2 separate regions of the Danio rerio genome follow, and region 1 is linked to region 2. Evidence: chromatin contacts called from public Micro-C data. All regions are on one chromosome and are shown on one strand. Each heading gives the region's core, a stretch centred on a gene start, on an enhancer-like site or on the middle of the called end of the contact. The rest is flanking DNA. Distances are from core to core; before and after follow the strand shown. Region 1 holds the start of inpp4ab (inositol polyphosphate-4-phosphatase type I Ab). Region 2 holds the start of cacnb4b (calcium channel, voltage-dependent, beta 4b subunit).

The links. Hi-C and Micro-C count contacts between places; a contact is called where the count stands out from the background.
Region 1: a Micro-C map of caudal fin shows a contact between it and region 2, with 10 times the contacts expected there. The contact joins the promoter of inpp4ab here to the promoter of cacnb4b in region 2. A contact is called at or near these places in 2 of 18 Hi-C or Micro-C datasets (caudal fin and an unstated tissue) and 1 of 4 datasets of contacts at active chromatin or transcription factors (embryo).

Annotation. Positions count from the first base shown.
Region 1 is chr6:15,263,182-15,267,560 of GRCz12tu, reverse strand. It overlaps inpp4ab (inositol polyphosphate-4-phosphatase type I Ab), which reads left to right and starts at 1,944. Exons shown (of 22, transcript NM_001128547.1): 1 at 1,944-2,028.
Region 2 is chr6:15,118,078-15,122,210 of GRCz12tu, reverse strand. It overlaps cacnb4b (calcium channel, voltage-dependent, beta 4b subunit), which reads left to right and starts at 2,223. Exons shown (of 14, transcript NM_001113516.1): 1 at 2,223-2,400. The coding sequence starts at 2,338. All of the region lies in intron 2 of LOC141386203 (a long non-coding RNA gene), which reads right to left.

The DNA.
Region 1 (4,379 bases), core at 695-3,194, 150 kb before region 2:
TAGGGGATACCCACGCGAACACAGGGAGAACATGCAAACTCCACATAGAAATACCAACTGACCCAGAATTTGAACCAGCAACCTGTGAGTCGACAGTGCTGAGCCACCGTGTCACTTAGAGAGCACATATTTATATAAAAAATAAAAAAATAAAAAAATAAAAAAATTATACGTAGGCTATTTTGTAGCGCTGAGGTCAGATGTTAAGCATAGTCCTCCAGTTTCAAAAACAACGTTTAAGGCTAGTCAATATTAAATTACATGTTTGAGCTTTCTCAAGTCTAAATAACTTGCAGTGAGATGTCTTAAAATACATCAGTGTAATTTTTTTCACCAGGTGCACACCAATAATATATTTTTCCAAGGCCATTTTTATAAATTTGGCTTAAATAGCCTAATTTAACGAAGGCCTAGTCCTGGCTTAATCTAAGCCCTGTTTGTGAAACTGGGCCAGTGTGTTTTATATGTTATGGAGGGAGGTGTCAGGAAAAAGAGGGGGAAGCGTATGAGAGGATAAAAAACAGGGAGGGGGAGAGATAGCGCGCGGTTTTCCTTGTGTTCATGAGAGGATAGGAACACCTCCCAATACTCACTGTGCTAATTTTGTAAAGAAATAAAGAAATTAAGCTGTTGGTTGAGTTTTACAGGATCACCGTCTCCTGTCTTTTCAATTTGGGCACATCTATATTATTTATTGATTGATTTATTTATATTATACTCATATTCATTCTTTTATGGTTTTAAAAAATATTTTATAAGGAATTTAACTAAGACTTTACACGTGTTTACATTTTGCTACAATTATTTTGTTACAATCTTTTGTTATTGTGCCTGAAAAAAAATCACCGCAAAATGAAAGTGAAATTAAAACTGTGCTGTATTTCTAAAACCCTCCGCATGATGGCAATATAGATCCTGCAAATTAATAATATCAAACATTAGTCGTGCTACGAAATAGACTTGACATTGCAGAAACATTACGCCATGCAACAGACGATCAAATCTACCAACACAAGGTATTAATAACATTTAATCCGATAATAATCAAAGAAACGTGCACAAACTCATTCATAGACCAAATTAGCCTATTGTTCAAATACTATGTATGCCTTTCTTAATAATTATGGAGACTTTCATTGAGGGATTAATTTTTGTGCAACTAAATTGATAAAAAGAGAGAATATTTAACCCCTTAACTACCCCAAGGAAAAAGCTCCTATATCGCTAGTTGGCACTCAATTCATTTTTTTTCAACACATCCCATAATTTCTAAAATATCAGCCTCTAATAAATGGTTGATGTCGGTTTATGATAAAAGTATCGGAATTAATACAGCTACTATAAAATATCCGAAAATATGAAGTGTAAGATTAATTTATTTAAAATCATCTAAATCATCTTTATTTTTTGAAGTATGCCATAAAAATGTCAGATTCTCATTTAACATGCTTTCTTGTTTTGTTTTGTTTTACAATAGGCTAAAACCAAAATCAATTGTAGTAGTATAACATGCTTATGTGTGTTTGATTTTTTTGTAAACCAACAATGCTGTAACCATTATTTAAAACAGTCATTTTTTAAATTAATTTAACAGTCAATATTTAAAACAGTCAAAACATGGTCAACAATTTGGTAGAGCAGGCAGTCAAAGGAGTAATATGCCCTTTTAATTCCATAACAAATAATAGCCTAAAAGGGATTTAGATCTATAAAAGTTCACACATTCACAATTAAATGAATTAGAAGCAAGTCAGTTTGTTATACTCGTATACTGTTTTATTTTCTGTGACAGCGTTGTCTTGATTAGCCTAATTATTTAATGTTTTCCCTTGCACGTGTAGTTGCGGGCAGAGCGCGTGGGGAAGGCGGGGCCAGACGCGGCGACATCACGCATCAGGGCGGGGCCACTCTATGCAGCAGCGCAGCGAGGAAAAGCGAGAGGCAGCGCACTGGAATTTGGCAACACAGATTCGCATGCACCACAACTGTGCCGATGATAATATGGATTGACACAGCGCTTTCTGAGACGTGAGTACATCTGATCTGTGAAACAATCCGAAGGATGAGTCTGGAGTTTCTTTACTGGTTGCACAACCAAGATAAAAGACCATATAAAGAAATGTGTTGTTTGGTTGGTGTGTTGTGCGCAGAAAGGCGAACTGGGGATAAGTTACATTTGCGAGCTGTTTGAATGACTTGGCTGCTATGCCATTTTATAATCGCTTTACCTTTGCGAGTTTCTGCTATGTATGTATAGAAACAAACATAACTCTGACTGTCAAATCGAAAGCTAAAGCACAAAGGTTGCTTTTTGGGAGAAAACGATGTCTTTCATTGGCAGAAGAAGGTGAAAGTATGCATATGCGGTGCGACCTGACAGGCCGGTGTTTGTTTTTCTTGCGATTATTTTGTAATTTATTATGTTGACTGAAGTTTCCGAGTTGTTCATGCTTTGCCTTACTCATCTATCCATCTAAGATTTGGCTTGTAACTTGTCAACATTCTCAATACATGTCATTAGGCTGCTTAAAGGGACAGTACACCCACAAATGAAAAATAAATAAATAAATAAATACTCTCTCTCACACACGCACACACACACACGCACACACACGCACACACACACACACACACACTTAGGCCATCAATATATATATATATATATATATATATATATATATATATATATATATATATATATATATATATATATATATATTGAATTAAAGTTGGTTTTGTATTCGCACATTCAGAATTTTCTAATATTATATTTTCAGAAAAGTATGTTCAAATTTTAAATAGAGAAATCATGTTTGCAGCCAAAGACTATCAAAGTACAACATTGTTCAGTCAATTAAATAGTGCTAATGTTGTTTTGAAGTAATTTCTGACAGAATATTCAAAGTAGCATGGTAAACAATATTGGATAGGGACCCTGTCACAAGTAGTCACAGAATGAATGTGTGAATATAAAACCAACTTGACCTCAATAACCTAATCATAATTTCTTTAGTAGAGGATTAATTGACATTTTTAGCTGATACGGTGGTCTTTAGTGGATTTAAAAAAGGAAGACTATAGCTATTGGCACTATGAGAGCAAATAAAACAAAACAAAATGAATACCTTTGGGTCTTATGAAAGATTGAGGTCTTATGAAGCAAAACAATTGTTCTGTGAAAGAAGCTGAACATTAATTACACTTTAATGCCCTTCGCAACCTTAGTAAACAGTCTTTAAACTCACACTAAGCTCACATTGTTTACAGCTTTTGTATACTGTAGGTTACAGCATCTAGGATAAACACAAGTACAATTTTAATGTACTCGAAGCAACATATGTGTCCTCCCTCTCTGTTACTAACACAGTAATCTGTTTTAATAAATCTTACAAAACACATTCTAGATTATGTAGTTCTTGAAAATCTGGTGATTTTGTTTTAGATTAATGATTTTCAATATATATTTTATTGTTGAAAGAAGAAATGAAAACATTACAAGTGTCAGTTAAAGTAAATTCTGACTGTAACATAAAGTGTCATTACAAAGAAAAAATTCTAAAAGCATAAAGCATTTATTTAAAAAATAAAAAGGCAAACAAATATCGCAAGCAGTAATTATTGGGCTAAACATATTCCTTATTTGAGTGTACATTGGTTTTACTCTTGAATCAAAATCTGATGTGTTTTGGACCAGGCTAGAACTTTTGGTGACCAACTCTGTTGTTTTATAGTGCTACAAAATTCACAGCTTTGGCATTTTTATTACAGTTGTATAGAGAAATATTGATGCAATGCAATGCAATGTCAGTTTTTGTATTTGTTACAGCTAGTGGTCTCACAGAAATGGTCTCCAATAATAAGTGTTTGATTTATTTTGCTTACACATAATAAATAACAAATTTCTCTCACTGATTAGTGTTTATTTTATTCCCAAACACCCCTTCTATAAACAAAGCAAGACCTAATAGGGTTTGGCTGATTTACTCCTGATTGGAGTTTGATATTTCATGAAGCAGGCAGGCTGTTGCATAAGCACAGTTCAAGTGCAGTGTGCTCGATCACGCATTCGTTTGGGGATTTGTGGCAGTTTCACTCAGCTGAGATGGAAACAAGGACCATGTGCAAGAACCACACAGCAGCTTGTATTAAGTGGGATTTACATTAGGACTTTGTGACTCTAATGGCCAGACTTGTTAATGTGTGTTTACAATAGAGGTGGGCGATATGAGCTAAAACTCATATCACAATATTTTTCAATGTCCACGTTTCCATCCATCTAATTTCTAATATCTAAAAGATCTAATATCCAAAATGCGCATAAAAAATTTTGGTTAATGGAAATGCCAAGATGCGCATATATTTTGAAAATTCACATAAAA
Region 2 (4,133 bases), core at 974-3,473:
ATAAACACACATGATGGACTCCTGTCAGTGTCTGGGATAGAACCCCAGTCGCTGGCTTGAAAGTTGAGTGACGAATTCACTGAGCTACTGGGAGTTGATGAAGCCAACAACAATAACACACTCCATCATACACTTCATACATATGCACACATATAAACACTATACAAAAAGTCACACACTATAAATGTACATACTCCATACATATATACACACATGATATTCCATATCATATATACACACATGATACATTAAATCCATATACACTTTGCACAAATGCAGTTATGATAAACTCAGAAAATTACACTCCATAAATGTATAGACACACACGATACACCATATACATTTACACACTCACGATATACACTATACATGTAAACACACACCCTATACAAATAGACACATACAATACATGTACACACTCCATAGATATACACTTTATACAAATACGATAAATTTCATACATTACATATACACGCATGATGCACTTCTGTCAGTGTCTGGGATCGAACCCCAGTCTTTGGCGTGAGAGATGAGTGACGAATCCACTGAGCTACTGATATATGTATTAAATATATATATATATATATATATATGCACACATGACTCACTATATACATTCTGTATACACACAGCCTATACATTTACATACTCCATACATATACACACATTATACATTCCATCCATATACACTTTATACAAATGCAGATATGATACACTCCATACATTACACTATATCATATACACACATGATGCACTCCTGTCAGTGTCTGGGATAGAACACTGGCTTCTGGTGTGAAAGGTGGATGATGAAACCAATGAGCTACTGGCAGTTGATGAAACCAAATAATAACACACTCCATAATACACTCCATAAATATGCACACATTATACACTCTATACACATACACACTCACAATACACCCTATACATGTACACATTCCATATATATGCACATGATACACTCCATACACATACACAGTCCATACACATGCACACATGATTCTCTCATGATGCCTTCCTGTCAGTGTCCAAAATAGAACCCAGGTCTCTGGCATGAAAGGTGAGCGACAAATCCACTGAGCTAATGGCAGTTGATGAAACCAAACAATAACACACTCCATAAATATGCACACATTATACACCCTATACATATGCACACATGATACACTCCATACAAATGCACATGTACACACTCAATACATATATACACTCTATACATTAGACATTATACATATACACACATGATGCACTCCTGTCAGTATCTGGGATAGAACCGGGCTCTCTGGCATGAAAGGTGAGTGATGAATCCACTGAAATCCTGGGATTTGATGAAGCCAAACAACGATAGCAAACTCCATGATACACTCTATACATATACACTCCATACATATGCACATGATACACTCTTAACATATACACACACCATACAGACACACCCTATACATGTACACACTCCATACATATGCACACGGTAACTCCATACATATGCACACATGATACACACTAATTACAGTTTTTTTTTTACTTTTTAAGAACAGTAACCTTTCATTTTTAACTTTTAAAAGCATATTTTAATTTAAACGTTGATGTTTTATTTTTATTTGTTTATGTTTCACATATAAGCACAGTACAGTGTTAATGTTCAAGCTATTTAAATTGTTTAAAGTGGCTGACAATAAACATTTTAAATAATAGGAATTATTATCTGCCTCGTTTTAGAACTGTGCAGAGCTGCAGCTGCTTTACTGGGCTTACTACGCTTCTGTATTTCAATACTGCTGCTCATTATAGTGGTTCTTGGAGAGACTATTCTTTTCTGAGGTGGTACTTTAAAGAAAAAAGTTTGAGAACCACTGTACTAGAATATTTAAGAAATAGCGCCACTGTGTGGGTGATAGCAGATAGTGATGCTGCTATTCCCATTAAATCATAAATGTATTCTTTGTAGTTTTATTAAAGTACAGCACACCTTTTTATAAAACAGCTATTTTCCCCAAGTAAACCTACTGATATAAATGTGTTGTCCGTCTTAAAAGTGCATATTTTTATATCTTAATTTCATTCTAGCCACAGAAAGGGAAAATAATCTGACTCTCACTGTGGCCACACGAGCGCGCAGTGCTTGTGCCTGTGGTGCGCGCGCACCTGACACCTGTCACACTGTGACGAGTTTCTGGCTCTTCTGATGCACGAGAGCAGAGCGGTTCTTGACGGTCGCGGGGCAGCACTCAACCCACATCACCGAAGCTGGAGCAAGCCGTCCGAAACCCTCCAAACTTCCACTGGGCCGGGCCAGCAGGCCAGCAACCCCCGATCTGGACCGATGTGCTGGCCGAGATGTCTCGACACATTTATATTAGGAATAAGATCGGCGAGGGAATCCAAGCACCTATATTTCAGGTGACTATATTTAAACTTTTAACTGTCATTTGACAACTCTTCATGATTAAAAACCCAAATATATTGTAATATTTAATTGTGATAGTATTCACTTTAGTAAGTACTATATAGTAGCCTACGCTAGTACAGAAGAAGTAGAGCGTGTTGACGAATGTTTGTAGTTTTTATTGAGGTGTGCTATTTTGTGATGTTTTAATTGTTTAGATGGGGCGTCAATGGTAGCCAACTTGAATTAAACACAAGGGTATTTAGACTTTTACCAAACTAAACTTTTACAGTTTATATTAAATATGATTCTTGAAGCAAAAGTAAATCCCTTGCAAGCGTAATTGTTTGAATTTTTGACCGTAATGATGAAGGAAACCATCACCTGACTCCATTAAAAGCACCCTAATGCTGTGAAACGAGCACACTGACCTATTTTTTGGTGGCCCTATTAAGCAAACTTTAAAAAGAACAAGCTCTCTGTCTATCCTCAACACTACTACAAACCCTAGAGGCCCCCTAGAAATAGAAACAAATCAGACCTTGCTAATTATTATCCCTTAAGTGACTATTTTTGGTCAGCCCACCCCATCTTTCTCTCTTGCTTTTCACATTTATGAAGCCCTTGCAAAATCTACAAAATTCACAATGGTTTTCCAACCTGAAGCAGTAAGGTATTTGTAAAATTGTGTACAAATTATAATTAATATTAAAATGAAGACTTTTACTATTCTAATAATACTTTTAGGGGAACTGTTTGTTGCATATACGTGGGTTATAAAAAGAAATTGTAACAAGTATGTAACTGATTCAGTCTAGATAACCTTTATTAACTCAGCATATTCAAATTATGAGATATAAATAATGTTGAGATCTGGGCGAAGCAGTGGTGCAGTAGGTAGTGCTGTCGCCTCACAGCAAGAAGGTCACTGGTTCGAACCTTGGCTCAGTTGGCATTTCTGTGAGGCGTTTGCATGTTTTTCCTGCGTTCACGTGGGTTTGCTCCGATTTTCCCCAAAGACAAGGCTAAATTGTCCGTTGTGTGTAAGGGTGACAGGCCGGCCGGAATGTGTAAAAAAGTCGTTATCATATGGACAAGTCTAAATGGAGGACTTGTTCCAAAGAGCCAACCCCGCAACCATACGGGACAAAGGCCAAAGAAGAAGAAGAAGAAGAAACAATGTTGAGATCTAAAGAAATTTAGTTGTGAGTTATGAACAGAATTTCCAGGAAATTCAAGAAGAAAAACATCTCAGTAATACAACATATAAACAAATTTGAGAAAAAAAATCATTGCAATATGTAATTTACAAGGTAAAAAGACATAATTCTGAGTTCATATCTACAAGATTTTTTTTTCTTTAGAAATGCACAATATAAACTTGCAGCAAAATTTTCAAAATAGAAAAATCATAACTTTTTTGCAAGATATAAATTGTATTTCTTATAAGTTCAAATCGAACTCGCAATAAAAAGTCACAATTGCCTTTTCTTGTTCTTCCATAATCTTGATTTTTAAAACCTCTTGATATTTTTTCAGCTGCAGACGATTATTTTCCTCTAGGTGTGAAGTAAGGGTTAATATAGCTGAAAGAACACTTGTTCTCTCCTACCTCTTATATAAATCCCTTAATAAATTGTACAGATAATTTACATTGATGCAAGTGGCTCTCATTGCCAAATGAAACCTAATTAATGGTCACTAATGCACTATGCGTAGCAAGATTTTTATTTCTCCTGCAGCGCTT